7 separate regions of the Mus musculus genome follow, and all the other regions are linked to region 6. Evidence: chromatin contacts called from public Hi-C and promoter capture Hi-C data. All regions are on one chromosome and are shown on one strand. The core of a region is the stretch at or near the end of the contact, and the rest is flanking DNA. Distances in the headings are between cores, read along the strand shown.

Region 1 (3,410 bases), core at 92-2,591, 2.1 Mb after region 6:
AAACTAAACACGGCAATCTGCACTTGCAATCGTGGCGCTTGGGAGATGGGGGCAGAAAACTGAGAAGTTCTGTGTCAGCTATCTATCAAGCTGAAGCTCGTCTGGAACACAGGAAACCCTGACTCAGAGGGTGAGCTGCAATGTTGCTGAGTCTGGTTTCCAACTCCTGGGGTTCAGCAGCACCCCTTCCTCAGCCTCCGCAGATGGCTGTGTCTCACTAGAAGCATAAGCAATGGTCTGTTCTGGGGACACCTGTATGAATGTCATGGAACACCTATGCTAACACCATCAGGATGCAGAATGATGCACCAGTCTTACACACTTTCTGGGACTCCAGTGTAAGAAGCCCTCACGGAATTCCACAACCCTGCATGCACTCCTCTCTATGTAAGACTCCCACTGTCCTGAACTGTATGGCTGACCCCCATGGTCTCTATTCACCCACCATAACAATTCCTCGAAGGTGGGGACAGCTGAAACAAGGAAACCCCTTCCATCTCGACAGCCACCAGCCTACTCCACAGGCAGTGCCACACACTTGGCTAATGCCCTTATCTTGAACGTGGCTTTCAACCCTTGCTAGAGGCTGTCTGTAAAGAACAAGATATAAACTACCCAAGGAAAGGATTCACTGTCTTTCCCAATCTAGTTTCAAGTTCCTCTGTCCCACCTTATCAGCCTCTTAAAATTCTTTCAGCTTCAATTTAATGCAGTGCTATCAATATGGATTTAAATCTCTTCTTCCCCCCAGTTTGAGCCAATCTCCTGCCTCCTCCCTACACACATCTACAGTGCCCGGTACTCGCCCTTGAACCTTTATTAGATTTAGTCTAAGCCACTCTCCCCATTCAAACCTGGGGACTATTTATCTTCACCCTCACAACCATCTTCCAACTGGTTTCGAGTCCTTGTCTGCCAGGCGTGAAGAGACAGGAATGTACAAAAGTCCCGATCCAGAAGCAGACACCCTCCAGTAAACGACCTTGAACGCGTGCCCTCAGGGCAGCTCTCCTAACTGTGGGTGCCCTTAGGCATGAGGTGTCTCATCTCTGCAACACTCTGCCGCCAGAACCCAAACCAGCAAGCTCTGCCCTGGGGGAGGCGGGCTATGTTGTCATATGATTCTCTAATCACATGATCCCTAGAAATGGGGTGTGGGGAGAAAGAGGAAAGGGAGGAGGAATGTGAACTGAGTAGAAAAGAAACACAGCATTCCAGGAGAGTCCCGCCTCTACGTAGACAAGTAACCAATGGAAGCCCTGGATCTCCGAGCAATGGCTAATGGAAATTGAGGTGGGCGGGCCATCGTGCGGCCAAGCCCTAGTCCTGGAGCTGACCGCCAGATGCCTCCCAGGGAGCCCGGACCCCGACGCAGGTAGGAGGACCCTCTGCAGACAATCTCCCCGGCTACTGTCCAGAGGTCCAGAGGCCTGACCAGGCTGCCTGTGCAATTGAGGGTCCTCTGGAGTCTCAGCTCAGAGACAAGAGAAGACCTGCCTCTTGAAACTCCCCTAGGGGTTTCTGATGCACTAACGAGGTTGTTTTTTTCTTTTCTTTTTTGGAGGGGTGGGGGCAGTTGTTGTAGAGACACCTCCCCGCACCCCCTCCCCCCCAATAAGAGGCTTCTCTTGCCCAGCATGTCGGAAAGCTGCAGGCCTTTCTCCAGGACAGGAACCACCCCACTCTTGGGCCAGCTCCTCTCTTGTCCGTACTTCCCACCTCTGTCTCCAGGTCCGGCTCTTTCTCTTTCGGACGCTGCAAGTGTTCTCTGCGGCGGCGTGCATTGGGTGGGGATCTCCGGCCCTTGGCCCCCAGAGCTCAAAGGGGTTGCGAGCAGGACCAGGGCGTGATGGCTGAGTCCCTGGGTTGTGTCAGCTTTATTTCCTTTCTTGGGGGGCGAGAGAGCTAATTTCCGCCTCTCCCCGCCACTTTTCCCCCGCTGCCTCTCATCTGGATTGGCTCACCTTTTAGGAAATTCATTTCCCCTCGACACTCAGAGTTGGGGGGTGCCACCTAGTGGAAGATGTCGGAGCTAGGGCTTTGAAAGGCTCCAGTTCTCCCTAGCTGTGTAGTGTAGAGGTGGCCAGGGGCTCACCACTCCCTAGCCCCGTTGAGAGGAACTGGGTCTTCCCTACCCCTTCCTGGTTAGGAGATGGCCTCTGGGATGTTCTTTGAATTAGGTGAAAGGGCACTTGAAAAGACCTAGAGAAGGAAAGAGAAAGATGGCAGATCCTTCTATGTAGCCCAGGCTGGCCTGGGATTCACCTTATAGCCCAAGTTGGCCTGGCACTTGCAACCCTCCTACCTCAGCCTCCCAAATGCTGGGATCAAAAGCATGCCTGCCATGTGTGGGTGGCATTTCCTGTCTTTCATAGCCACCAGTGTCCAGGCAGAGAAGAATTGAGACACAGGGAGCAATTTCTGACATAGAGTGTCACTTCCAGGACTAAAACCCAAGTCTCTGTACCTACTTTTTAAATATTTTATTATTATTATTATTATTATTATTATTATTTTTTTTTTTTTTTTTTTTTTTTGGTTTTTCGAGACAGGGTTTCTCTGTGTAGCCCTGGCTGTCCTGGAACTCACTCTGTAGACCAGGCTGGCCTCAAAACCAGAAATCTGTCTGCCTCTGTCTCCCAAGTGCTGGGATTAAAGGTGTGCACCACCACCGCCCGGCTCCCACCCTGTTTCTATCCTGCTTGGGTCACCTGCCAGAAAAATGCTCTGTCCTGTCCTGTTTGGACCTCTGGCCTCTGGGATTCAGGGTCCTTCTCTGACAATATTCAGGGAGACCAGTTGGCATATGAACCCAGTCCCATATCCCGTCTTTTTTCCCTGACTTGATCCTTAGGCATGGATTTGAAAAGTGAAAGTAATATTATAATTACTGTTTTGCATAGTTGTTGCAGAGAAATACAGTAAGGAGAGGGAGAAAGACTCCCTAGAGGGTCTTTGAATATTGTTGGGTCATTCTGGGTTGCTGGGTAGGCCAGCTGGGCTGGGGAAAGGCTTATTAGGGAAGTGAGAGGCTCGGTTCCTCCTGCTGAGGCAGTGAGGCACTGTGCTGGGTCTTCCCACTTGCAGCTGAGTTTCGGTTTCTGAGGGGGGAGAGACGGAGGCGGTCCGTTTGAGGTGCCCTGGTGATGTCGGGAAGGGCTCACCATGAAGTTAGCTTTAAGGCTGATCCAGTCTCTGTGTCCCCTTCCCTTGGGTGGGGTGGGGGGACAGTTGTGGGTAGGCGGTGGCTGGCCCATAGGGAAGCCAGACCAGACCCCACTGACCACTGCACTTCTGTTTTTACAACTTTCTCCACTGCTCGGTTTCCCATATGATCATGTGACTGATGACTGTCCCTCTCCATCCCCCAAGGCTTTTGAAAGCTACAGGTGGCAGTTCAGTGCCGGCAG
Region 2 (3,246 bases), core at 138-2,637, 2.9 Mb after region 6:
ATCCAAAGGAATTGCCTTTGACATCACTTTAAATACAAGAGGAAATACACACATACATCATAAGCAAGTCAAGAGTCTTCAAAGCATCCTCTCACATTAACAGCAAAAAGATCACCCCAACCCCCCCCCCTTTCTCTATCAAAGTTAGGTTATGCTGTTCTTATTCAGGGATCTGGAGAACTCACCCTCACTCATGGCTCTGAGGCCACAGACGAGGCATATCATCCCTCACACCTGGTTCAGGTACTTCGCTTACCAACTGGACAACAGTCTATGCATCTGACCACACCTACCACTAAATGGGAAAGTTACTAAGCAAAACCCTGCAGAACTGAAGTTAGGAAACAATCCTCTAATCTTTCAGAGAGACTATGTTTCTAGATACTCGCCAGTGTTCCGAAGTCCACTGGTCATGGTGCCACTCCTCGTTCAGTTCATTCTTTTAGCGCCCTTAATCCAGTCATTAGTGTTCATTGTCTCCAATTAACAACAACAACAACAACAACAACATGTCATTAAGACACTGATATTTGAAACTTTTCTCCACTCATCCACTTGACAGCCCATGCACACCCCTATCCATCCTTTAGGGCTGTCAGCCATCTTTTAATCTCAACTGGGGGGTGGGGAGTGGAGGGGGGGAGGTCTGAAGTTAATGAACATGATGAGGTTCCAAAGCAGGTGGGAATCTCTGCCTCAGACAAATGTTTCTTTTCACTTGGTGACAGGTGGCTGAAAGTTGCCAGAGCCGGGAAGAGCTTCCAGGACGGGACTAGTACATATAAACAGATTCCAAAAGTTCCGAGTAGAACACAGAATTAGAGAAGGGTAAGGACCATCGAGGAGGGAGGACAGCACCATCAGCGACTAGCATTGCTCTACTGAGTGCCCAGAGCAGTGATCCTCTCAGAACAAGTGATCCCAAGCAGTTCAAAGGGAAAGGCTGCTCATGTCACTGCTAGGGCAGTGGAGCGATCACCTTCTCTTGGGGGACACTTAGGAGCCAGGTCTGCCAGTAGGGCGGCTGAACTCGATGGCACGGATGTTGGGGAAAGGGAAGCAGACAGTACCCGCGCGCGTTCCGGGCAAGCGTGTGACCCGTGGGTGCGCGGCCTGGAGGTTCTAGGCGAGCACGGCGTTTCGAGCGTGGCGCTGATGGCGCTGAGCGTGCGAGCGGGTTAGACCGTAGTCACCCGGCCACCCCTCCCAGCCATCCCTCGTGGACAGCCCGGCTGCAACCCAGTCCCCGCCTGGGAGGCGCCCCTTCCCCGCCCGCTCCCTCGGCGTCCCGCTTTAGGACTCGGGGTTCTGCCCAGTCACCTACCGGCGGAGCGCCGTTGTCCTCAAACAAGCGAGTGTGGCGCTTCGCTGGCCAGCGATCGCTCCGGGCCCCTGCTGCCCCTCCTCGACCACGCCCCCGTGCCTATCCCCGCCCCGGGCCACGCCTCCCCCCGTGGCTGCGACTTTGCTAGCTTCCCGCCTCCTTTCTTTGGCCGCACCGCGACCCTTGATCCCACCCATTCCTATAAGTTAGCCAATAAAACGCCTTGATCCGGTCGGCCTGCCGGCCACTCCTCAGCAGCGATTGGCTAGCGAGGCCTCCCCAAAATGGGCACTGTTTCCGGCCAGGGTATCCAGCGCCGAAGGCTGGGTGGATGGGCGGTCTGTAGGCGAAGGAGGCCAGGGTGTTGGTTGAACTACACATGCGCTCTCGCCTTCTGGCAAATCTTACGGGCTGCATTCTTTTTGAGGTTACGGGAAGGAAGGGCGACTGTACGCATGCGTGGGCATTCCCGGCTTCGGCTTTGGTTACCTTGGAGACGGCGGGGCGCTCTCGCTCTGAGGTCTTGGGTTTCTCTGCTTTCTGCTTGAGGGCGAGGCTGCTTCGTGGGGGCCTGGTGGGGCCAGAAACATTTTTATGGAGCACGTAGAGTGAGCCCGGTTCTGTAAAGTGTGTGGAGATGAGGTTGCTCTGCCTACCCTCGAGAAGTGTGGGGAGCCAAAGGCCTATGTAGGACAGACCGGGTGTTGAAACGCTCTAAGGGAGTGTGCAGATGTGGTACAGTCTCCTTCCACCCCGAGAAGCTTCATGGTGTGTGTGCTGAGCACGGGATCCATTCTAAACTACAGAGTCAGGAAGACTTGGTCTTTGAAAACGTGCTCTCTACAGTGCCCTTTTTATGGGGCCGGGAAAGAGTGTAGGGAATTTATGGATTTTTTTTTTCTTTTCTAACTTTGCTAATGGGCTTCCTACTGTACCACAAGCTTCTGTTTACTGGTAATAAGAAATTACAAATATGTGTTTTTTAAAAAAATGTTTCCAGAATAAAAGATGCGCTGCGACCTTAGAGACTCTGCAAGGAATCCTAACTGCAGATGCAGGGACTGGTGGTATGGTGGGAGTGGCAGCCATATTCTTGGCTGGTTTGAGAAATAAGGAACGGCCTGTCTGGAAAGGTTTGAGCCAGGGCCAGACCACTGTCTGCTTGTGACCACTTTGCAGACCTAGCTTCTTTCTGGAGACAAGTTCAAGCCGACATCTGTTGTTGGACACCGAGAAAGGCCATTCATTTAGACAATGTGGAAACCCCACAACCTGGCCTGCATTCAGGAGGCTGAGGCAGGAGGATGACAAGTTTGAAGCTAGTCTGAGCTGCATAGCCTGACTTCTATGTGGAAACAAAGCCAACTAGATGAGAACCTGAGAGACTCACCCCTCTCCCCTGGGCCAGAAATATGTTAGAGCAAAGCCTGCAGTTGCCCATAGTCCATTGTTACGTTAGTGTCAACCGTGTCAAGAGTTGTCCCTGGAAGCCTTTCTGGCTGTGACTTGCACTGAGCCTATACTTCAGTATATGCAGAACCTATATGTCAGTTTCTGGGACATATCTTGCTAGTGGCCAGCTGAGAGATGGTAAGGCAAGAAAATAAAAAGGGCTGGGGGCCTCTAAAAAACGCTCCTCTCACCCCTAGGGCTTGGCATCTCTGACTCAGAGAGAGAGGCAGAGCTGGGCCAGATGTACAGGTTGGTATCAGGTCTCTTGGGTGTCTGTCTTTCCCTCCCACCACCTGTTTGCCGCTGGGCAAAGCACTTCTCAGGAAAGATGTGGGCAACAGGCCCAGAATCTGCAGACGCTCCCTGCAGGGCTAGCTCACTTTTGCCATCTCCTTCTCACCCCTCCTTTTTTTTTTTTGACAACCAGAGTCTCTGGCCCTGGGTCCCTTTTGTGTGTTGTCTAGTCCATT
Region 3 (3,135 bases), core at 285-2,784, 2.6 Mb before region 6:
ACTTCTGTGTCCCTTACACCTCTCCCTCTTGCAAACGATGCCCTTTGTTGATCTCTGTATTTATTTCCCCATCTTCCGCACTGTCTACTTAGGCCCCCTCATGGTATGCCTTTCTCTGTAGATCACAGCTAGGTTCTTCCTCCTTCCACTCTTTTATCCCTCACTTTGTTCCTGTGGTTTTTTTCCTGACTGTTTCCATCCACCGGGACAGATTTCCTCTTTCAAGTTGCTATCGTCCACTGATGCAGACAATGGGAAGCTGTCCAACCTCCGCAGCAAAATTTATTCTTAATCCAAGGAAAATTGCATTGTTAAACATGGCAGTGAGACAGAAACTTGGCTTTGCCTTTCTGTCATCCTGATTGGGAGAAAGAATAGTGAGAGGTGGTGAGGAGACGTTAGGGATAGATCCATTCACTGACCATAGACGGATTTCTAAATACAGTGACCATCTGGGTTGGTGTATCACAATTATTGCTTCTGGTACCTCGGTACCGAATGTGGCTTTGGAGCATTTGCGATTTAAAAAAAAAAAAAAAAGGCCGAGACCGTCCCTGGGTGGGCTCGAACCACCAACCTTTCGGTTAACAGCCGAACGCGCTAACCGATTGCGCCACAGAGACGGTGACAGTTGTTTGTGAGGCAGAGAGCCGAGTCAATAGTACTGAGCCGATATGGCGCAAGACCAGTCACGACGCAAGCAGTTACAGTAGCTTAGAAACCCAGCGGAACAAAATCTGATCTCGAAGAACAGCGAATCGAGGCTGTGGCGGAGGGAACAGTGGTTGTGCAAGGGAAGGGAAAGCAAGGGATGCACACGTCCCACCTGGGCTGCCCTGGAGCCGTTGGCCCAGGCTATCCTCGGTCAGTGTCTAGGATGTGGCACAGAACGTTCCTTTGTAGAGTGAACAGAGACTTAGGGCTACGTCTGTCGGCCAGCAGGGATTGGGAGTGAGAGACTCCAAACGCTGAACAACCTGTAGCTCACTCCCGTAAAACAAAACAAAAGCTCCATTCTGGAACTAAACCCTCCTAGCACGAACCCTCGGCACGATCTTCCCATTCTGCAAAGAATGGGCGCCTTCGGTATACTCGGTGCCGATAGGTTAATTGGCGCCTGCAAAAATCCCGGTGAACAGTAAGGATTTGTGAATGAACACTGGAAGTCGGGTAGCTTGAGTAAAATGCCTAACTCCTGCAGCACCACGGTAAGCGCCAGCTTACCTACTCTGCTTACAGCACCAGCCCCACAAGGCCTGTCCCAAGCCCACGTGTTGCAAACTCCGCCCCTAAACGGGATGGCCCGAACTCCAGGTCCGCCAAGATCCCAACATGCCCCGGACCGTAGGCTCTTCCGCACTCACAGTGACTTTTCACTTTCCGCTTTCCATACCTCCGTTTTGGTGTCTCAACCAAACTATGCATATTTGTGACTGACGGCATGAGTGTCCAATAGAAAGCTGAACTAGTCAATCCGAGTCGGCCCGCCAGCCAATGGGGAGGATTCGGCAAGAGCGTTGACCCTGAGAAAGCCAGAGCCGGTTTGCAGGCAACGCTGTGGGGATCGGGCTTCCACTCCAGCGCAATCATGGTGAGATCGGGGAGTAAGGAAAGGAGTCTGGGATGGGAACTGAAAGCAAGGACGAGTAGTGCTTGGGTTCGGGACGGGGAGAGCCTGGTGGTCAGTAGAATGCACATGGGAGTACCGTGCAGATGAGTGCGGTTCCTGGGTGCCCCACCGGGCCCATCTCAGGGCTGGAGCTCCTGGCGTCCTGGCTCCTCCGGAGTGGAGGGCACGGGTATATGAGCTTTGGGGACCAGAACTGATGTGAAGGTTATGGTCCCACTTAGCTCCACGAACTGAGCCCCTTGATTTGTTTGTCCCCAGTCTATTATGTCCTATAATGGAGGGGCCGTCATGGCCATGAAGGGAAAGAACTGTGTGGCCATCGCTGCAGACAGACGTTTCGGGATCCAGGCCCAGATGGTGACCACGGACTTCCAGAAGATCTTTCCCATGGGTGACAGGCTCTACATAGGCCTGGCCGGCCTGGCCACTGACGTCCAGACAGTGTAAGTGTCTCCAGCCCCACCTTCACCCAGGTTTCTTCGTTGAGCAGCCCGATATCAGCCATCTGCCAAAAGCCACGATTGAGTGTGAGACTCAGCTGAACACCACAGCGTTACGGAGATGGGTCCTAACCTATGTTTTTCTGGCATTACCTTGTGCTCTGCTCTTTGTGAAGAAGCATTTTTGTTAGGGAGTCCCTTAATCACCGTCTTAATATTACTGGCGAGCCGTCTCATTCTGCAATTGAAAAAAAAATTGAGACCTTCCTTCAAGATGCACAGTAATGAACGTCAGCCAGAATCCTACTGTAGGTCTTTCTAAAGACCGTGGGCACTCGCTAAACCAGTAGGCGGCTGGCAAAGCAGACATACCGAACGATAACTAACCATGATGAGCTGTTGGGTTTTAACTGCCCACTTTACTTACCTAGTTGACAGTGCTTATGTGATTTGAGTGATGGGAGGGTCTGAGAGGGGAAACGGGTTGTCTGTGATGGCCCCAGTGTGCTGGTTCTGATCGCTGTGGTTGGTGGTGGGAACTTTAAAAACACAATTCATTGATTATTATTTTACGTGTATGTGTGTCTGTGCACCACATGTGTGCAGTGACTGCAGAGGCTAGAAGAGATTGTTGGACAACCTTCCCCCCCAGCAACCCTCATGACCCAGCTTGAATTACAGGTGGTTGTGAGCCACCATGTGGGTGCTGGGGATAGAAAGCTGGAAGAGCAGTCAGTGCTCTTCATGCCTGAGCCATCTCTCCAGCCTCTACATTTATTATTATTATTATTATCATTTTATTGTTTGTATGCCCGGGTTCCACAGCCCTGTGTGAAGGTCAGAGGACAGCTTGCAGAAGTTGGTTTTGCCTTTCCATCATGTGGTTCCAGGCATTGAGCTGCTTAGGCCTGGCGTAGGTGTTACTGCCCACTGACCCATCCCACCATCTCAAGGATGGGATGCTGTGAGTTGCTGAAGAAAGACTCATTCATTGATTCACTGAGCATCGAGGTCAAGAGTCAAGTCTTGCCCTGACCCCCAACCCTGGTACTAGAAATTGAAACC
Region 4 (3,119 bases), core at 72-2,571, 2.7 Mb after region 6:
AAGCATTTAGGCAATTCTAAGATAGATGCTGCATTTACCTGGCTATAACTGATTCGTCCTTGGAAGTTGCCTGGATCCAACAGTGTGACTGGTGTGACGGTGAAGCCTTACAGAGGGCACAGAGTAGGTAGATACAGATTTATAGACAGATTTTGCCGCCTACAAACAATGTACCAACTTTTCTGGAACAGTCTTTTCATCTGTGAAAAAGGAATAATAATGGCATAACACATTCTAAGCTTGTTAAAATTATAGGAATTCAGGTACAAAAAGTCTTACGCCAGAGCCTGGCGTGTAAGTGCTCATTAAAGTCTTGTGTTGGGAGTAGGGGAGCTCGTGAGGCCTCAACCCCAGACTAAGAACTACAGGCAATTAAGGAAGGCTAAAAATGGGGGAGGAAATAGTTCTTCCCAGGCACACCAGCCCTGAAATCATTTGCATACAACATTATGCTTACTGAACGGGCTATATTTATATATTTAGGAAAACACACACACACCCATATGTAACAACAACTAAAGAAAAAGAGGCCATGAATTTGAGAGCAAGGTGGGGTGTATATGGGAGGGGTTAGAGGAAGGAAAGGGGAAGTGGGGAAATGGTGTAATTATCATAATCTTAAAAAAAAAGACTTGTTATGGAAGGCTCTAGAGGAGAATCAAAGGGAAATGTGAAGAAGAGCGCAGTGCAAAATTAGAAGCCAAGAAATGGTAAGCCTCCCCTGCAAGCAATCAAGTCTTTGGCTCGGGGGCAGTGTTCCACACACCTCAATGCACTGCCTCTCGGTTTTAGATTTCCAAAGACCCAGGTCTCCCTAAAGGCTGGAGTAGGGAAGGCAGCCGAGAGCAAACCTATAGGAAAGTCCTCTGTAAGGGCATTTGAGCTCCTGGAGAATCGCAGCCATGAACCTCAGTGTCTTTCACTTACCCAGGAATGGTAACGGTCCTTAACGTTAGCCGATAACGGCTCATCTGTGGCCTGTTGATTACCAAGGGCGGCCTGAAAACCTTGGACTTTGCAAGCCCTTTACTTGCGAAACTCTAATTCAACATGGAACTGCAACTCCCAGCGTGCCCCGCGACCACCCTATAAGGCGTACAGCGCCCTTCGTCTCAGAGGGCGGCCGAACCTAGGGGCTTCCGGAATTGCTGCCCGCTCCTCCCAAGGCAGCGTCCCTTCATGATTTCTGGGTTTTGTAGTCCACATCGGTACAGTTTTTTGAAAACAAGCCACCCTTAGTGGCAGATTTCTTCACACAAACTACAAAACCCAGAATACAGCGCGTACTTCCTCTGTCCAATAGGAGCCCTCCATGTAGCGGGGCGCGGAGTCCGGCTCTCGCAACCCAAGATGGCGGATGAGAGTGAGACAGCAGTGAAGCTGCCGGCACCTTCGTTGCCACTGATGATGGAAGGGAATGGAAACGGCCATGAGCACTGCAGCGATTGCGAGAACGAGGAGGACAACAGCCACAACAGGAGGTAACGAGATCATCGTAGCCCAATTCCTGTCCGGTCTCCCACAAGCTGGGTATCTGGGGTGCGGGGAAGTCACCGGGAGCTTAGTCTAACCCCACCCCCATGTTCTTATTGGCTAAGCCATTGAGATCCTACCTAGCGATTGGTTTTTGTCTTTGTCACTTACCAGGATGGGTGCTCAGATATTAAGGGTCGGAGACATGCAATACTTTTATTATATAAAAGTTCTGTTTAGTGTACCACTCCCTTGCTTTAGGCACGATGGGGGAAAAGAACATTTTGAACGGTAGATTTCAGTAGTACAATGCAGAGCAATCTAGAAGCTGCGGTTCAGAAGGAACGTTACTTATAAAGGTGTATGAGAAACGTGACTAGCCATAAACTAATAATAAAACATTTCGTTGTAGTTCACGCTCAATGAGGAAATTCACTAGGCTATACAAGCCATGCATATAATTATGTTGTAAAATATAACTGCCAGACAAGTCCGAAATATAAACTCACTATGATCCTATGTTATTAGTGATGTGATGTTTTGATTTATTCAGTGTCTGTTGCCTCAAATAATCGGTGAAGAGTCAATTTCATTGTACCTTCACTTTGTTAATTTAGTGAAGGGCCTCAAAGCTTCAATAAACTGATGTTGCTTCTTGGAGAACATGTGGTATTTGTGGGGTACTACTGCACGTCTTGTACTTTAGGGTCTCCCTGGGGTTTTTTGTTCGTTATGTTTTGCCTTTTTAGACAGGTTCTACTGTGTAGCTATGGCTGGCCTGGGGCATACAATGTAGAACAGATTGACTCCAAACTTGGGGTGATGTTCTTGTCTCTCGGGTATGGGGATTAGTACTGTTACAGGTCACTGTGTAGGTCAGGGTCTTACTATAAGTAATTTCAGTCTTTTGTTAGTAGAGAAGAAGAAATGGGCCAGATATTTGAGAATTTGTATTTGTCTTTGTTTTTCCAATCAGTACATCAGTAAGCCAGTCACGAAAAATGATGTATTTAAGTTCATATTATTTTCCTGCTGCTCTAACGCCCCCACCCAATATGTATGTATGTATGTATGTATGTATACATATGTATATTTTTGTGTAGAGACTTGTGGGTGTGTGATTGAGTGGTTGTTTGTTGTTGTTGTTGTTTTTTGTTTTTGTTTTGTTTTGTTTTGTTTTTTGAGACAGGGTTTCTCTGTGTAGCCCTGGCTGTCTTGTAGACCAGGCTGGCTTCGAACTCAGAGATCCACCTGACTCTGCCTCCCAAGTGCTGAGATTAAAGGCGTGTGCCACCACTGCCTGGTGGTAGTTTGGTTTTTATAGCCAGATTTTGTTATAGCCAACTTGCCATTAGCTGTAGCCGGCAGCTCTTAGCTTCCCCCTAGCCCCAGTTAAAGTTGAGATGAAGATAGAAGTTTGTAACCTTTGGCTACACTCTATTTATTCCTCTGTCTTAAAGATGGCTGAGCAAAGGATTAAATGATCAGTAATCTGACTGTGGTGAGTTTTAGGCTTAAAAAAAAAAATCCAGCCTCTTGTTCTCTCACCAGCATGGGGGGGAACAAAAATCACAAGAATGTGGCAGAGAAGAAAGCTTGCCAGCCTTGATTTCACGACTGTTCTGTGGTTGTAATTCACAGCAGAT
Region 5 (3,007 bases), core at 121-2,620, 2.5 Mb before region 6:
AGAATTAAGATCCCATCTTCCAACACCCAGAGAACTTCTACCTTCCACTACGACTTAAGGAGCCTCCCAGGGCCGGGCGTGGTGGCGCACGCCTTTAATCCCAGCACTTGGGAGGCAGAGGCAGGCGAGTTCGAGGCCAGCCTGGTCTACAAAGTGAGTTCCAGGACAGCCAGGGCTACACAGAAAAACACTGTCAAAAAAAAAACCAAACAAACAAACCAAAACAAGCAACCAAACAAAAAAACAAGCTCTCCTCCCCGCTCACCCTTTTTCCTTAGTTCTGGTTTGCCTTTCTTAACTGTGGCCATCACCATGTCCCCAACACCAGCAGCAGGAAGTCTGTTCAGCCGTCCCTTGATTCCCTTCACAGAGATGATATACAAGTTTTTAGCTCCTATAGGAAAAAAACAAACAAAAGTAAATTTTGTATGAGACCGGCAGAATTCACAATATAGAGTCAGCAAGGCTATACACCAAGTAACTCAGTCTCAGAAAAGCATGAACACAAACAAACCAAAACAAACCGTTTTCGTAAAACTCATCGGGCTTGTAAGTAATCTTTCAGAAGTGTCTTGTCACAACACCGATTGAAGTTAAACAACACAACACGTTGCCACTTCACCCAAAAGTGGTGTTTTTCACTCTGCCCCTTCTTGACGGCTCAGTGGGTCACTAGCAAAAGGCTCACTGAGTGCTTTTAAAAGGGGACGGTGGCAGGACGCGGCCGAAGGCCTCACCTGTGTTGTCTGCACAGTTGATCACAGCTCCGACCGGAAGACCCAGGGAAATCCGGAATTTCGCCCCGGAGGACCCACCGCGTCCTGCGGGGAGGGAAACAGACAGGACAAGGGTCCACATTCGGTCTCACAGTTCCCAACTATAACCCACCGCACACGCTTCGGCGAGGGCCGGCCGCTCCCCGGCTACCACGCACTTGTCACGGGACCCGGCCGTGCCCATTATTTGCATCCTCCTGCGGAAGAAGGAGACTGCGAGGCTCCAACCTCGTCTGCATTTGCGGGGACCGCAGATATCGCGCAGTCCCGTCGACCCCACGTTCTCCGTTCGGCCCCATGCTCCGCTCCTACACCAGCTCAACACCATTGGCATCGCCCTCTTTCAGGGCTCCCTCTAGGCCTCCGCGGTGCCCCCATCTTCTCTATCTCCGGCCCCGGGACTGTAAACTATCACCGCCGCCGGGGGCCGTCGCCAAGGGATGGGCGGGCCATCCCGCGCGGCAGATGCCAACGGATCCCCAAACTCAAAATTCCTCACCTCGCTTCGACATCTTGAACGCCCGGAAAGGGTCAGAAAGGAAGTTAGTACAGGGGACACTGGGATATGAACGGGAGGCCCCGCCCACTCAGCCACGTGACCGGACCTCGTCCAGCCCGCCTCCCTCCCCGGGTCGCAGCTAGATGACGTAAAAGGCCTGGGCCTCCGCGGGACCGTTCTGCGTGGGAAAGCTGCGCTTAAGATGTGTAGGGGCGAGTAATTTTGGGGCTACACCCAACGCCTCGGAAGTAATTGGCGATATGGACACATTGCCTTTTGGCTTTTTAAAATTTGCTTAACAGCTTCTTTTGAGCTCTGTGGCCAAGCCCCTCTCTGGATAACAGGGATTCGAAAATTATTGCTGCGGGTGTGGTGGTGCTCGCCAATAATCTCGGCATCGTGGGAGCTGAAGCAGGAGAATTGCGGCGATTTCAACATCACCTCAGCTACCCATGAGATCCTTCCTCAAAACAAATAAATACATGAGTAAAATAAATTCTTCTGTAAGGGTTCCTAAAGAACAGACACATGGGGCAAGAGCAAGTTCAGAATGGTTTCATTTGGCTGTGGAACAATTAAGTGGAGCGCTACAGATGAGTCTGTGTGTTTGGTACCATAACATTCTTTCGTCATGAGAGTTAACAATACTCTATTAGTGACATTCACACAGCCGCTCGGACTACAACTCAGTACCTTATTATTAATTATTCTTAGACTTAGCCCACAGCTAACCGTGACCGATTGATTGGCTTTGTTGCTTCTTAAAGATGTGCAAAATTTCGTAAAGCTTAAATATAGGATAGTTTATGCTTGCTTATAATCAAGATGGACAGGTTTTGTTTTGTTTTGTTTTGTTTTGTTTTGTTTTGTTTGGGGGGACAGGGTTTCTCTGTATAGCTCTGGCTGTCCTGGAACCCACTCTGTAGACCAGGCTGGCCTCAAACTCAGAAATCCGCCTGCCTGCCTCTGCCTCCCAAGTGCTGGGATTAAAGGCGTGCACCACCACGCCCGACTGGACATGTTTTAATTTATTAATATTAATTTCCCCTTTTACTACCTCAACCTCTCCCTATTTTCCTTACCTTCTGTTGAAACATTCATTCAAATGTGCGTTGAATACTTATATCAGGGCCAGATTCTGTCCAGATTACATGAGGGAATAAAATAGAGCATTATTCTTGCCTTTATGGGTTTTCCTCTGCCAGGGTAGAGGTTGGAGGCAGGTAATAGATACTAAATAATAGGAGTGGGCTGGAGAGATGGTTCAGCAGTTAAGAGCACTGACTGCTCTTCCAGAGGTCCTGAGTTCAATTCCCAGTGACCACATGGTGGCTCACAACCATTTGTAACGGGATCTGATACCCTCTTCTGGTCTGTCTGAAGACAGCTACAGTGTACTCATATAAATAATATAAATAAATCTTTAAAAAAAACCTAAATAATAGGAGTAATTGTGAGAGTTCCAGTATACAGTATATCGTTGTCAAACGGGAAGAAGTATTATGAAGAAAGGACAGTGAGGTATGGAGAGGTGAAGGGACAGGTTGCAATAGAAACATTAGTGCCTGATAGTTTGTCATCTCTCCTATTCAGATGCTATCCCAAGTTCAAGGCCACCCTGAACAATGTAGAGACCCTATCTGAAAATACCAAATACCAAATAGGAAAAATGGCTAGGGGGTGTCTCTCAGTACTGGAATACATGCCTAACATATGCAAGATTTGTTTGTTT
Region 6 (3,299 bases), core at 734-3,233:
CGCCTTACCGGTCTTATCTAACCAGCTCATCTGAAGGAGCAGCCTGGGTCTGTGGCACTTGTCACACCAGCTCAATTCTTTCCCCAGCACCTCTCTCGACCCAGTATTATTAGTCTGTTTATTTTCTGCCTGTCCAGGAGGTCAGGGAGACTGATGACCTGTGCATAAACTGACTGTTCACGAGGCCAGCACACAAGTTTTTACTGTTGCTGTTTTAGTTTAGTTTGGTTTGTTTGCTTTAAGAGACAGTGTTTCTCTGTGGTAACAAACAGCCCTGGTTGTCCTGGGACTTGTTCTATAAACTAGGCTGGCCTTGAACTCAGAGATCTGCCTACCTCTGCCTCCTGAGTGCTGGGACTAAAGGCGTGTGCCACCACACCTGACTAAGCTTGCAAGTTTTTGTTGGAATTGTGTGGTGCTTTTTGGCATTTTTTTTCTCTGTTGTATTTGTTTTGGGCCTTTTGGTTTTTTGTTTGTTTTTTTTTTTTTTTCGAGACAGTGTTTCTCTGTATAGATAGCCCTGGCTGTCCTGGAACTCACTTTGTAGACCAGGCTGGCCTCTAACTCAGAAATCCACCTTCCTCTGCATCCCAAGTGCTGGGATTAAAGGTGTGTGCCACCATCCAGCAGTTTCTTGTTTTGAAAGTCTCATTGTATAGATCTGCTGGGTCTCAAACTCGCAGGCATCTATCTGCCAGCCTCTGCCTCACAAGTGCTAAGATCAAAGGCGTGCCCCACCACACCCGGCCTATTTTTCTGGTTCTTCAGAGACAGTAGCCAGTCTAGTACTGAATTCACTTGACCTTGAACTTTTTCCTCTGGCTTCCTTCTCCTGAGAGCTGGGATGTACCACCATACCTAGAAGTTGGCAGTATTTTTAAGTTAAGAGATTTTATATAAAGCACCCACTCTTTGGGGAGCATTTGAATAAAGTCTGACACAGTAGTTATCAGCCTCTGGTTCTCCTATTGGCCCCCACAAACCCAGTTACATCACACTTGGCTGTCTCTTTTTTTTTTTTTTTTTTTTTTTCGGTTTTTCGAGACAGGGTTTCTCTGTATACCTTGGCTGTCCTGGAACTCACTCTGTAGACCAGGCTAGCCTCGAACTCGGAAATCCGCCTGTCTCTGCTTCCCAAGTGCTGGGATTAAAGGTGTGCGCGGTGGCACTTGCCTTTAATCCCACCACTCATGGGGCAAAAGCAGACCCCATGTGGCCAGCCTGGTCTATAGAGTTCCAGCACAGCCAAAACCCTGTCTTGAAAAAACAAAAAGAAAGGTTAACTGCTTTGAAAAAAATATTCACCTAGACTCTACAAAGGCTTTACCTCACACACAGGCTTGTAGGACAAAAGGCATCCTGTGAGGCTTGGACATTTTTTTCCTGGGGTCCCCACTCCTACCTAAGGGACTACTTCCTTCCTTAGAAGAATTAATCTAAATAATAATTTTTGGTTACCAATTTTAAAACATGCTAATCCAAATGATACCCTATATAAGGTCCAAATTTTGATCACGTTATTTTATGCTGATTAAATGGCTATATCTGTGAATACGTGCAGAGAAGGGTAGGTTGATGGGTGGCTGGATCAGTCGAATTTTGGAGGACCCGCACGTAATTACCCTTTAAAGCAAATCGATCCTCACCCTAAGACCCATCTCAGAGCTAGTGCCAGGACCCCAACAGGGTCAAGATGGTAGAACGTGCGGTAGGCGCAGGCGCGCTCGAAACCTCCGCCAGTTTTCGCGGCCGCTCAGACAACTACCATGCCCACTGCGCAAGCGCGCAGGCGGACCAAGCTTTCCCTCCCCCCTCTCGCCCCTCCCTGAGTCAACAGAACATCCTTTCCAGGCCAAACCCAGTGCGCACGCGTCAAGCCTTGACTCCGCCCCCCGACCAATAGGAAGCCGCAGCGCTCGGGCGTCCGGGAGCTTGACTCCATGGGTGGGGCCGAGACGTGAGGGCAGCGCGCTGGCGTCACAGGGGCGGCTATATAAGTGAATACAGGCGCCGCCCCTCCGCCCCAGTCACTGAGCCGCCGCCGAGGACTCAGCTGCCTCCCCCTCGAGCCCCCTCGCTTCCCGACGCTCCGTCCCCCCCGCCCGCCTTCTCCCGCAGCCGCCTTCCGCAGGCCGTTTCCACCGAGGAAAAGGAATCGTATCGTATGTCCGCTATCCAGAACCTCCACTCTTTCGGTGAGCCTGGGGAAGGTCGCGCGGGCCTGGGGGGGGGGTGGCGGGGTCGGAGCTCGGAGAGCCGCCGAGCGCGGCGAGCCCATCTTAGCTCGGGCTGGAGGGGTGGTGATGCCCGTGGAACCGAGATCTGCGCCCAGGGTCGACCTCTGAGGGTGCCCGGAAGAAACGGGTGGGAGGTGAGCCCTTGGGCGGGCCCGGCGTCTCGGGTGGCGCATTTACTAATGGCTCCTGCCTCTCGGCGAGCCACACCCGCCCCCTCCCGCCACCCCTGCGTCATGTCCTCTACGTCACCGTCGTTGTCTCGGAGCTGGGAGGGAAGGCCCCGCCTCGGGAGCCTGGCTTCCGGTAGGTTGCATCAGCCGGGTGGGGCGCTGCCTGCCCACTAGGTCTCTCCAGCACGTGATCAGCCTTGGCGGGAGGGCTGGCCTAGAGCAGAAAGCTAGCTCTAGTACTGGCCAGTTCCCGGAGGGACAACAAAGGACACCTCCGGATTATTTCTTCACAGACCCCTTTGCTGATGCAAGTAAGGGTGATGACCTGCTTCCTGCTGGCACTGAGGATTATATCCATATAAGAATTCAACAGAGAAACGGCAGGAAGACCCTTACCACTGTCCAAGGGATCGCTGATGATTACGATAAAAAGAAACTAGTGAAGGCGTTTAAGAAGGTGGGTCTGCTGTGGAGAGAGCACGTTGTATGGTCTACCAAGGGAGAGGGTGCAAACGTCAAGGGAGTCCGTGTTGATGGCATGGCCTCTTAGATGCTGCATCCTTTTGTCCTTGCAGAAATTTGCCTGCAATGGTACTGTAATTGAGCATCCAGAATATGGAGAAGTAATTCAGCTACAGGGTGACCAGCGCAAGAACATATGCCAGTTCCTGATAGAGGTGAGTTTAGGCCGCCCTCAATGCATTATGGGTTTCCTGAATTTCTAATCCTTACAGTTGAGCTTTTAAATACATGTAGACATTCCCACTTTCAAACAGTACTTGGGGGTGGCATAGGGAAGTTTTAGTAACAGTGGTCAATTGAACCATTGTGTCTACTGGGATAGACTGAAGTACTCTTCTTTATTGGGACTCCTTGCAAGGTGTATATGGGA
Region 7 (3,395 bases), core at 231-2,730, 2.2 Mb after region 6:
CTTCATAGGGCTTGATATAGGGAGAAAGAAAAGAAAGATAAGCCTGCCTTCCTTCTCGGGTATCAAATGTCCACCTCAAACTTTGGAAGACCTGAGATAAATCCTTAAAACACCTTAAGATGCTGTGCTGGGCTGCAGTTTCTGCGGCAGGCACATGACCACAAGGCATTTTCAGCAACTCCCAAATCCCTTACTGCTGCAAAACTTCCCATAGCGTTCTACACCTAAGACTATTTAACAGTGTTGATTTTAAACCAGTTGAAATTGCTTTGTCTATCAACCCAATCATCTCCAAGAATTCAAACCCTTCAAATTGCCTTCTGACACAGCTAGAGGTGCGTTGAGGAAGCTGAAAGGAATACAAAAACTCGAGTTCGGAGGCTCATCCCTTGACCTAAATTGCTGTTGCCAGGAGATGCGGTAGTAATGCAGTGATTTGCAACTGAGGATGTATTTTACCTAGAAATAACCAAAGGCTACTAAATCCCTTATTGTCTCCCAACTATGCCTGCAGTAACAATTTCAATATCTAAAAGCCTAATGATTCTAATTCGGCCTTTGTTGTTTGTTTTTTTGTTTTGTTTTGTTTTTGTTGTTTTTTTCTTTAATGCCTGCCACCCCACGGACATCTTTCCCAGATCAACATTTGCAAACGAAGAAAGAAAAAAAAAAAAAATCAAGGTTTAGGAACGAATTTACTCCCGCTTGGAAAGGCCATAATTATGCTTCTTTACAAATCTTGGTAGGTCTCGAAGTTAAGTTTACGCCAGTCCACAGACCTATACCTTACTGTCCCCAACCCAATTAACGGCCTGTAAACAACAGCAGTTATTTATGCCCAGAGAAAGCTCAATGGCTCGCCTCAACAAAAAAGGCGTCTTTGATAAGAAAGGGCGCCCTTTACCAGGGGGAAGACTAGGTTAGACAGTCGATAAAGGGCTTGTTTGTCACAATGGGAAAACGGAGAGGCGATCCCCAGGATGATCGGGGCGAGCAAAAGCCAAGGCTTCCATAGCCCCGGCCTGAAAACCGCTGGCCCAAGCCTTCCCCGCCCCAGCCCTCTCCCCCGGGGGCCGGGCCGGCCCTGCGCCTGCACAGGCCCCGAGACAAGCAAAGCGCAACCCCCACAAAGCGCCCGGCTGCGGAGCGGGAAGCCAGGAGCAAAATAGGAGGAAAGCCGAGCCGAAGAAGCGGCGTGAATAGGGATGAAGCCGGGGACGCGGCCTCATCTCAGCCCCGGAGGCCCCTGGAGAAATGAGAGGCAGGAAGGGGCGAGAGCCGGCTTGCAAGGTGGAGCGGAGAGCAGAAGGAAGGAGAGCCAGGAGGCCGGGAGGGAGGCGGCCCCGGGCTCGCGGCGAGCCCTCCGGGGGCGTGGGTGGTCCTCGGCGACGCCCGTGTTTACCTGAAAGTCTCGGTCCTCGTTGAAGCGGGAGAAGCGGTCCGCCATTTTGCCGCTCTCACTCCTCCTCAGGACGACGCTCTCCGGTTCGCTCCTCCCCTCCCGCTACGCCCGCCCCCTCTCTGTTTCCACGCCCCCTCCCACGCCCACCGGGCGCGCGCAGCAGGCGTGGGGAGGGGGGTGGAGGATGTGTGCTTGGCGAGGGATTGTTGGGGGGGTGTTGGGAAGAGGAGGGAACAGGAATTCGTTCCGACGGGAATCCCGAAGGCGCGCAGGCCTGGAGGCGGAACCTTCCTCTCACATCGCTCGGTTTCACGCCCGGCCCCGAGCGACCCCAGCGGGCCGCGCATGCGCACTCGCGCCGGCGCGCGTAAGCGCTTCCGGAGGGAAAGATCAGCAGGGCAGAGCATTTGGGGGCCTGGGAAGTATTCACTTGCTCCCTTAGCAGTGTTCAGAAGTCTTTCTTTCTTATGCTCTTGTTTACGGTCAAGCCCATCCCGTATTTGTAATAATATACAGTGTAATGCTATACAGTAGCATGAGATCTGACTTTACAGCTAGAGTACTTTTAATGTTTTTTTGTTTTGTTTTTGTTATTTTGTTGACAGGGTTTCCTGTAGCTCTCTATGTAGTAGAGGCTCGCCCCCCGATGTCCAAAGAGGGTATTTTTAAAATTAATACATAATAATGTTACTTAAGAGGTACCAAAAAAATCTCTCAAAGGGCTTCCATTCCAGGCAGGAAGTCAGATAACCAATAAATTAACCTAATAGTTGTAAATATAAACGAGTGTCTATTCCTGCTTGAGGCTGAGGGGAAATTAAGTCAAGCTTATCCTTGGCTACATAGGAAGTTCAAAGCTAGCCTGGGCTATAAGACATTGCTTCAAATAACAAAATCTAAGTGACACTGTGGGGGGGGGGGACTGTAATGAAAAGAATGACCTATCTTAAAGCTACATATAAATCAAGGCATAACAAAGGGATCACAACCTTGAAGAAGAGAGAAACTTAAACACATGGCTACCAAGAGCTTGACGTTTTTTTCTTACTATTTTCCCTCCCCCTCCCACTCCTCTCCCCCCTCCACACATATATATTCATGTTCAGAGTCATTGGATCCCCTGAAGCTAGAGTTACAGTTAAGAATCACCATGTATGTCAGTGCTAGAAACAAACCCAGGTGCTCTGCATGTGGAACAAGTGCTTTTAACTGCTTAGCCATCTTTCCAGCTCTTGTTTTCTTTAATGTTTTCACAGGGTGGGGGAGTGAGGGGGGGCTGTTTAATTTTACCTAGTGTAAGACTGCTTCGCCTACATGAATGAATGAATGTATGTATGTATGTATGTATGTATGTATGTATGTATGTATGTGTATCAGCTCTTAACAGCTGAGCCATCTCTCTAGCCCCTCTACCTGATTTTAAGACAAGGTCTCTCCTTAAACCTGGAGCTCTCCCTAGTCAGCTAGCAAGCCTCTGGAATTTGTACCTGGCACCAGGGAAGGTGAGGGTGTGGGCAGAGCTGAAAGTCCAAGGGACTGGTCACAAAGCAATCTAGAAAGCAGTTGGAGCCTAAATCATTTTTTTTTTCTCACTCAGGTAGCAGCTGGAGACTTTCTCTAGAAATGCTAACCAAACAAATCATGGGATTTTTGTTGTTGTTGTTTATTTATTTATTTATTCATTATATGTAAGTACACTGTAGCTGTCTTCAGACACTCCAGAAGAGGGAGTCAGATCTCATTATCGATGGTTGTGAGCCACCATGTGGTTCCTGGGATTTGAACTCTGGACCTTTGGAAGAGCAGTCAGGTGCTCTTACCCACTGAGCCATCTCACCAGCCCAAATCATGGGTTTTTAACATGCCGGCTCTAATCCAGAAGAAAGTATTTTGCCGAAATGAGAGGATCTGTCAAAAACCAACTGTCTTAGTCACTGTTTTTGTGCTGTGAAGAGACACCATGACAAAAGCAACTTTTAGAAATCATTTAATT

What was found. Promoter capture Hi-C pulls out the DNA fragments that hold promoters and counts their contacts. Hi-C and Micro-C count contacts between places; a contact is called where the count stands out from the background.
Region 1: a promoter capture Hi-C map of liver shows a contact between it and region 6, with 4 times the contacts expected there. The contact joins the promoter of Grn here to the promoter of Eif1 in region 6. A contact is called at or near these places in 2 of 39 promoter capture datasets (liver and pre-B cells) and 2 of 9 other capture datasets (adipose tissue and liver).
Region 2: a Hi-C map of B cells shows a contact between it and region 6, with 6 read pairs. The contact joins the promoter of Map3k14 here to the promoter of Eif1 in region 6. A contact is called at or near these places in 2 of 39 promoter capture datasets (liver and pre-B cells) and 1 of 484 Hi-C or Micro-C datasets (B cells).
Region 3: a promoter capture Hi-C map of pre-B cells shows a contact between it and region 6, with 12 times the contacts expected there. The contact joins the promoter of Psmb3 here to the promoter of Eif1 in region 6. A contact is called at or near these places in 2 of 39 promoter capture datasets (cranial neural crest and pre-B cells).
Region 4: a promoter capture Hi-C map of pre-B cells shows a contact between it and region 6, with 7 times the contacts expected there. The contact joins the promoter of Nmt1 here to the promoter of Eif1 in region 6. A contact is called at or near these places in 2 of 39 promoter capture datasets (liver and pre-B cells).
Region 5: a promoter capture Hi-C map of pre-B cells shows a contact between it and region 6, with 7 times the contacts expected there. The contact joins the promoter of Rpl23 here to the promoter of Eif1 in region 6. A contact is called at or near these places in 3 of 39 promoter capture datasets (hippocampal neurons, liver and pre-B cells).
Region 7: a promoter capture Hi-C map of pre-B cells shows a contact between it and region 6, with 4 times the contacts expected there. The contact joins the promoter of Gpatch8 here to the promoter of Eif1 in region 6. A contact is called at or near these places in 2 of 39 promoter capture datasets (liver and pre-B cells), 1 of 484 Hi-C or Micro-C datasets (B cells), 1 of 115 datasets of contacts at active chromatin or transcription factors (thymic regulatory T cells) and 1 of 9 other capture datasets (liver).

Annotation. Positions count from the first base shown.
Region 1 is chr11:102,429,166-102,432,575 of GRCm38.p6, forward strand. It overlaps Grn (granulin), which reads left to right and starts at 1,342. Exons shown (of 13, transcript NM_008175.5): 1 at 1,342-1,375.
Region 2 is chr11:103,266,014-103,269,259 of GRCm38.p6, forward strand. Map3k14 (mitogen-activated protein kinase kinase kinase 14) reads right to left here and starts at 1,388. Exons shown (of 16, transcript NM_016896.3): 1 at 1,325-1,388.
Region 3 is chr11:97,701,900-97,705,034 of GRCm38.p6, forward strand. It overlaps Psmb3 (proteasome (prosome, macropain) subunit, beta type 3), which reads left to right and starts at 1,535. Exons shown (of 6, transcript NM_011971.4): 1 at 1,535-1,591; 2 at 1,889-2,073. The coding sequence starts at 1,589. It overlaps n-TNgtt8 (a tRNA gene), which reads right to left and starts at 623; the gene lies at 550-623. It also overlaps a transcript of Pcgf2 not described here.
Region 4 is chr11:103,027,222-103,030,340 of GRCm38.p6, forward strand. Nmt1 (N-myristoyltransferase 1) reads left to right here and starts at 1,322. Exons shown (of 12, transcript NM_008707.4): 1 at 1,322-1,481. The coding sequence starts at 1,351. It also overlaps a transcript of Dcakd not described here.
Region 5 is chr11:97,781,069-97,784,075 of GRCm38.p6, forward strand. Rpl23 (ribosomal protein L23) reads right to left here and starts at 1,371. Exons shown (of 5, transcript NM_022891.3): 1 at 1,276-1,371; 2 at 738-821; 3 at 266-394. The coding sequence starts at 1,288. Snora21 (small nucleolar RNA, H/ACA box 21) reads right to left here and starts at 698; the gene lies at 571-698.
Region 6 is chr11:100,317,966-100,321,264 of GRCm38.p6, forward strand. It overlaps Eif1 (eukaryotic translation initiation factor 1), which reads left to right and starts at 1,984. Exons shown (of 4, transcript NM_011508.2): 1 at 1,984-2,195; 2 at 2,701-2,864; 3 at 2,983-3,084. The coding sequence starts at 2,165.
Region 7 is chr11:102,554,678-102,558,072 of GRCm38.p6, forward strand. Gpatch8 (G patch domain containing 8) reads right to left here and starts at 1,481. Exons shown (of 8, transcript NM_001159492.1): 1 at 1,403-1,481. The coding sequence starts at 1,447.